Regions from separate parts of the Hordeum vulgare genome. Here region 2 is linked to region 1. The links are chromatin contacts, called in public Hi-C maps. All regions are on one chromosome and are shown on one strand. The core of a region is the stretch at or near the end of the contact, and the rest is flanking DNA. Distances in the headings are between cores, read along the strand shown.

Region 1 (2,759 bases), core at 167-2,666:
AAATACAGATGGGAACACCATAGCCACTTTGTTCAACAAACCGAACCCCAACCTCTGGATCGCTCCAAGCTTGTTTTCAGGTAACTGTGGGTCAAACACAATGCTCCCACTCTTGAGCACACCAAGCGGAACAGTGCAGAGCGCCATGTCCGCCTGAAAAACCTGCCCTCCTTCCACCGTGATGCTCACGCCATCTACTCCATGTTCAATACGCTTCACCGTCTTCTCATACAACACTGGTACACCATCACATAACGCGTGTACGAGCCTCGAATTCCCTCCAGCCAAGAAGCAATGATCTCCACCCATCTCAAACTGGTCGTCCTGGTCCCAGTACGCCAGAGAGAGCTCCGATAAGCAACCAGCATTGGAGAACTCAAGGTTTGCCAGATGCCAGTCCAGAACCTCCCTCTCTTCCTCGCTTTTGGCCGCATTGTACAACCTTCTCAGCCTTTCGATCGCTTCCCCTAGCGAGATCCCCTCTGCGGCTTCCTTGAGAGACTCCCGCAGCCTAGTGGCGTGGTCAAGAAGCGTATTGAACACCAAATCGATACTTCTATCTAGTCTGGTGCCCACGGTCCGGCCGTCAGTGTGGTACAGTGGGCAGCGGTCACGCACCTTGTGGAGAGGAATCCCGAGCTGGCGGGCGAGCACGCCTAGCGGGTTGGCGTGGATGCCAGTGATGACGCTCCCGCCAAGCTCAACGGCGGCCTGCCCCCCGCCTAGGCGGGAGGTGTAAACGCGGCCGCCAGGGCGGGCGCGGCCCTCCAGGACGAGCACGCGGAGGCCGAATCGAAGAAGCTGCCGCGCGGCAGCGAGCCCGGCGAGGCCAGCACCGATGACGAGGACCGAAGCGGCTGGGACATGGAGCGCGTCGGCGGGAGGGGATGCGGGGAAGGTAGCCGAGACACCGAAGTTGATGTGGCCCTCTCGGGTGAGGAAGCCGTGCGCGGCGGCGACTAGGTGGTCGTAGCTCGAGGCCACGGTCTCGAGCACACGCGCGCGGGGGAGCGGCACCCGCGGGTCGGCGCGCCAGGAGGCGAGGATGTGGTTGCGGACGACGATGTAGTCGTTGGGGGCGGCGGCGTCGGGGTCCGCGAGGATGGCCTCCTCGGCGGGGAGTAGGGCGTCGATGGGGAAGCCCAGGGAGAGCGCAATGAGCGCCTCTGTCTCCGTCTCGCGCTGGCGCTCCTCCGGGGAGAGGCGGCGCAGGCGCCGGATGCGCCGCGACGGGGAGTTCCCAAGGTAAGCCTGCAGCTCGGTGTCGACCAGCGACTCGTCGTACGAACCCGGACGCGCCGACGCCGCACGGCGCGGGCGGCCCGGCGGCGGCGGCGGCGGCGGCGACGGCGACATCGCCGGGAAGGGTCGTGTGGGGGGTTGGGGTTTGGGATTGCTCGGCTCCGCCAGTTTGGGCTTTCGGGGGAGAAGGTGGGTGGGAATTGGGGGAAAATGACTTTATTGCGTTTCACTGACAGGCAGGCCCAGCCGTCGCAATAACCCAAGAGGGCCAAGGTGCGCGTGCGGGCTTAAGCCGAAAGAGGAGGATGACGTGGGCCGGCGGCCTGCTGTCAGTTTAAGGGTGGTTCATATTCTGTGAGGTGAGTAAAAGGAGGTTGACTTTCCTGTAAAGTTGCCTTCATGTCATGTGTCCCCACCGTTCGGTTATACGAGAATGGAGTCCTGACGTGGGAAGAGAAAAAGACGGAACACGGAAGCGGCAGCGTGTCATCGGTGTACGTTAAGGGCCTGTTTGAGACTACTCCACTTCAAAAAATTCAGCTTCACTCCATCAACTTTATTTTAGAGCAGTTTCATCAAGGAGTTGTAGCTCTACCTTGAAGCAGTTTTATACTGTTTGGCTTGCAGCTAGCTCCAACTTTAAAAACAGTAGTATTTGATGGAAATAGTTTATTCTGCCCTTATTTTTTATGCGTAATGTTTTGACGGCCCAATATTTATGCGCCTTGAGATATTTTTTAAAGTCTTGTAGATCTATCATAAAATTTAAGTGAACTATAAATGGCAACTATAAAAAGATGGCATAAGATTTAAGTGAACTATTGTAAAATGATGTGAACTATTGCGATACATAATTAAAAAGATCAACATGAATGTCCAACGATACAATTGTTCTACTCCCTCGAAGAAAAAAAAATGCAAATAAAACCCGAACCATCTTGAACAGTAGAAATCTAGTTCCAACCATCGGCAATAGCGGTGGCTAACTCATTACGGAATGTATCCATAGTCGGAGCATCCGGTTCCGTTGTAGATCTATCAGAGGCAGCAACAAATTTGTTATACCTGTTCGGTATTGTAGGCACATAATGAGGATCACGGTCGAACCGAGAAAAGTCCAAGTCTTCGCTGTTATGCTCACGAATAAAGTTGTGAAGGACCATAGTAGCAACAACGATCATTTTTTGCTTGAACATCGGGTACGGTCGCATCATATACAAAATCTGCCACTTCATTTTTAGCACTCCAAATGATCGCTCAATGACATTGCGGATAGATGAATGGACTCGGTTGAATTTTTCCGTTGGAGTTTTTGGCTCCATACCTCTACGCCATTCTGGCATATGATACTTCTCACCCTTATAAGGAGCTAGGTATCCCGGACGATTGGGATATCCCGCATCAACAACATAATATTTGCCTATAAAAGAAGGAAATGATATCATCTATTTCTTGTACAAACATTTGATATTTAAACAATTAGTGAATTGTATGATCATATGCTAAAATGTTACCTT
Region 2 (2,759 bases), core at 84-2,583, 350 kb before region 1:
AATTTTGTACTAGAGCTAGTACAAAGTTAAGACAGTTATTTTGGAACAGGGGTTACATATAAAATTCATTTAGACATTGCAGAGAAACAAATAAAAAGCATGTTGCAGCCGAATCATTAACCAAGAAAATCAAGGAACTAAAGAAATGCACTCCATTATTCAGAAGTCCAGCATTTGCCTAACAGTCCAATAGCACACATAAAATGGCAATCATCACATGGCACCAAATCATAATGTATTCACGACCCCGCTCTTAAATATTCCAAGTAGAAGTATTGTTTTATAGAAAATAGGCATAAGTGGCATTAGAAAAATACTGAAACCAGGACGAAGAAATCAAGGGCAATTTTTCTTCTTGTTGGTCTCATGGACCATGGCAGAATATTCAGCAAGTATACGAGGTCCACCGTGACGTGGGGGACACATCAGATTCGAGAAGTAGCTGGAAAACGAGGGCCCGGTCGAAACAGGTGGCAAGAAGGATTAGTTTAGTTTAACCAACTATTTTCTTTCCATTTGTTTTATTTTTGCGGGTAATTTTCTTCCCATTTCATCAGGATAAAAGAAATAACTACTCCCTCCGTCCGAAAATACTTGTCTGTATCTAGACTTATTTTAGTTATAGATACATCCATTATATCCATTTCTAGGACAAGTATTTCCCGACGGAGGGAGTATATTCTTATATTTTTCCCTTGATTTGTACTAGCATTCCGAAATCTGGTTAAAAAACAGAGCTACCCTCTGATGGAGAATCGATTTACTCCCGTTGATACGCGAGGTGATCTCGAACTGAGACAACAGTTTGAGCGGCTCGGAGGATGAGAAACCGCAGCAACTACCGAACATTTCTATCCCGGAAGGGATCCACAAACGAAACGACGAAGCCACCGAGTACTTCTCCGAGAAAAAATGACAGGAGGCTCCAAAAATTCGTGCCCGACATTCGCGAAAATGCTGCTGCAGCCTAGAGGCCACACGAGGTATGCAGTAGCAGCAGATCCGATCGAAATTCCCAAGCCCCGGGGCCAAGACGAGGGAAATGGAAATTAGTGGGCGGAGAAAGGGGAAGGAAGGGGGGAGGTACCTTGCGGCGAGGACGACGACGAGGCCGGTGAAGGTGGGGCGGTTGTTGAAGGCCCGGGACGCGCTCTCCCACGCGAACGCCGTCCACCTCATCTTCCTCCCTCCGGTACGCTTTGCTCTTCCTCCGGGGCTCCGGTGATCCTGGAACGTACTGGCGGCGGCGGCAGCAGGAGTAGAAGAAGAAAAAGAAATGGCCACCTCGCTCGCTCGCCTCGCCCGTGAACTGTTTATATGCTGCTAGTACGCGTCTGCACTTTTTTCTTGCCGTGGTTGGCGCCGTGTTGGTGCCGGTGCGGCGAGGGGTTGGTGTGACTGCTGGGCGGGCCCGGACGGGCGGAGGGAACATGGGTCGTCAGTTCCGGACCTGTGGTAGACACACGTGGTTGGCGTGCTAAAGCGGCCTCGCCCAACGCCCCTTCGCTCCCTCCCTCCTTCCTCTCAATCACTTTGGGCGTGTTTGGTTCGTTTGTATTGCATCTGGCTCGCATCCATCATGCAAAATATAGATTGTTTGGTATGCTGTATGTGTAGTTGGACCTGGCCCGACAGATGCAAAAAACGCCTCCGGGCCAGGCTGCGGGGAAACGCAAGTTCGGGCCGTTTCCGCGAGCCTGCACCCGCGCGTGCAGCGACCCGCGCGTGCATCGCTCTCGCCTGGAGGATAGGGTTCCCTCCCGACGCATCGCTCTCGTCCTACGCGCCGCTCTCGTCCTCGCGCCGCGCCGCGCTCCCGTCCCCGCCCCCGCCCCCGCCCCGGCGAGCCGCTCCCGTCCCCGCCCCCGCCCCGGCGAGCCGCTCCCGTCCCCCCGCGACCGAATCTCCTGCGGCGCCGTCCCCCTCCAACTCCAATGGTGAACCCGTCGGAGCTCTACCACCGGATCCTCGACGTCCCCAGGGGCACCTCGTTGCAGGGGCTCCGCGCCGCGTACAAGGGCCTCGCCAGGAAATGGCACCCCGACAAGCACCCGCCGGCCTCCAAGCCCGAGGCCGAGGCGCGCTTCAAGGCCATCACCGAGGCCTACGAGGTGAGTGCCCCGCCGCCTCTTCCCCGGGCACCTCCCTGCGTGCGCGCGTCGCCGCCGTGGGAATCGCGTTCTTGATTCGCTGTGCTCGCGCGCGTCGGCGTGGGCTTCCTTTGGTTGTGCAGGCGCTCCTAGACCAGCAGGAGAACAGGGCGGTGTTCGGGGTGTGCAACGACGACCGGGCCAGCGAGATGTTCGGGACGTTCGGCTCCGGAGGCGGCGGCGGCGCGCGCATGGCGAGGACGCGCAGCGACGACTTCTCCATGAGGAGCGCGCCCGCCACGCCGGCCAGGGAGTTCACCAAGGTCTACAGCTCCGGCAACACGGGCGGGCGCCGCGCCTTCGCCGAGTTCTTCAGCTCCATCATGCGCAAGGCGCTGCCGCTGGAGCGCACCCTCGAGTGCAAGCTGGAGGAGCTCTGCCGGGGCAGCAAGAAGCAGGTCAAGTTCACCCGCGACGTCGTCACCAAGAACGGGTACTGCTCGTATGGAATGTAACTTGAATATGTGAACTTTTAAGATGTATAATATGTGAACTTTTAAGATGTACTGGATTAATATGGATGTGTGGCCCTATAATATGTGAATTTTTAAGATGTATTGGATATTGATTTATGTGTATCGGATATTGATTTATGTGTATTGGATATTG

What was found. Hi-C and Micro-C count contacts between places; a contact is called where the count stands out from the background.
Region 2: a Hi-C map of leaf shows a contact between it and region 1, with 5 times the contacts expected there. The contact joins the promoter of LOC123409722 here to the promoter of LOC123409988 in region 1. A contact is called at or near these places in 4 of 6 Hi-C or Micro-C datasets (leaf and seedling) and 1 of 1 datasets of contacts at active chromatin or transcription factors (embryo).

What each region holds. Positions count from the first base shown.
Region 1 is chr7H:399,418,495-399,421,253 of MorexV3_pseudomolecules_assembly, reverse strand. LOC123409988 (lysine-specific histone demethylase 1 homolog 2) reads right to left here and starts at 1,416. Exons shown (of 2, transcript XM_045102859.1): 1 at 1-1,416. The coding sequence starts at 1,356.
Region 2 is chr7H:399,771,578-399,774,336 of MorexV3_pseudomolecules_assembly, reverse strand. LOC123409722 (external alternative NAD(P)H-ubiquinone oxidoreductase B2, mitochondrial-like) reads right to left here and starts at 1,333. Exons shown (of 10, transcript XM_045102582.1): 1 at 1,088-1,333. The coding sequence starts at 1,179. LOC123408964 (dnaJ homolog subfamily B member 3-like) reads left to right here and starts at 1,935. Exons shown (of 2, transcript XM_045101982.1): 1 at 1,935-2,111; 2 at 2,234-2,605. The coding sequence starts at 1,935. The coding sequence ends at 2,605.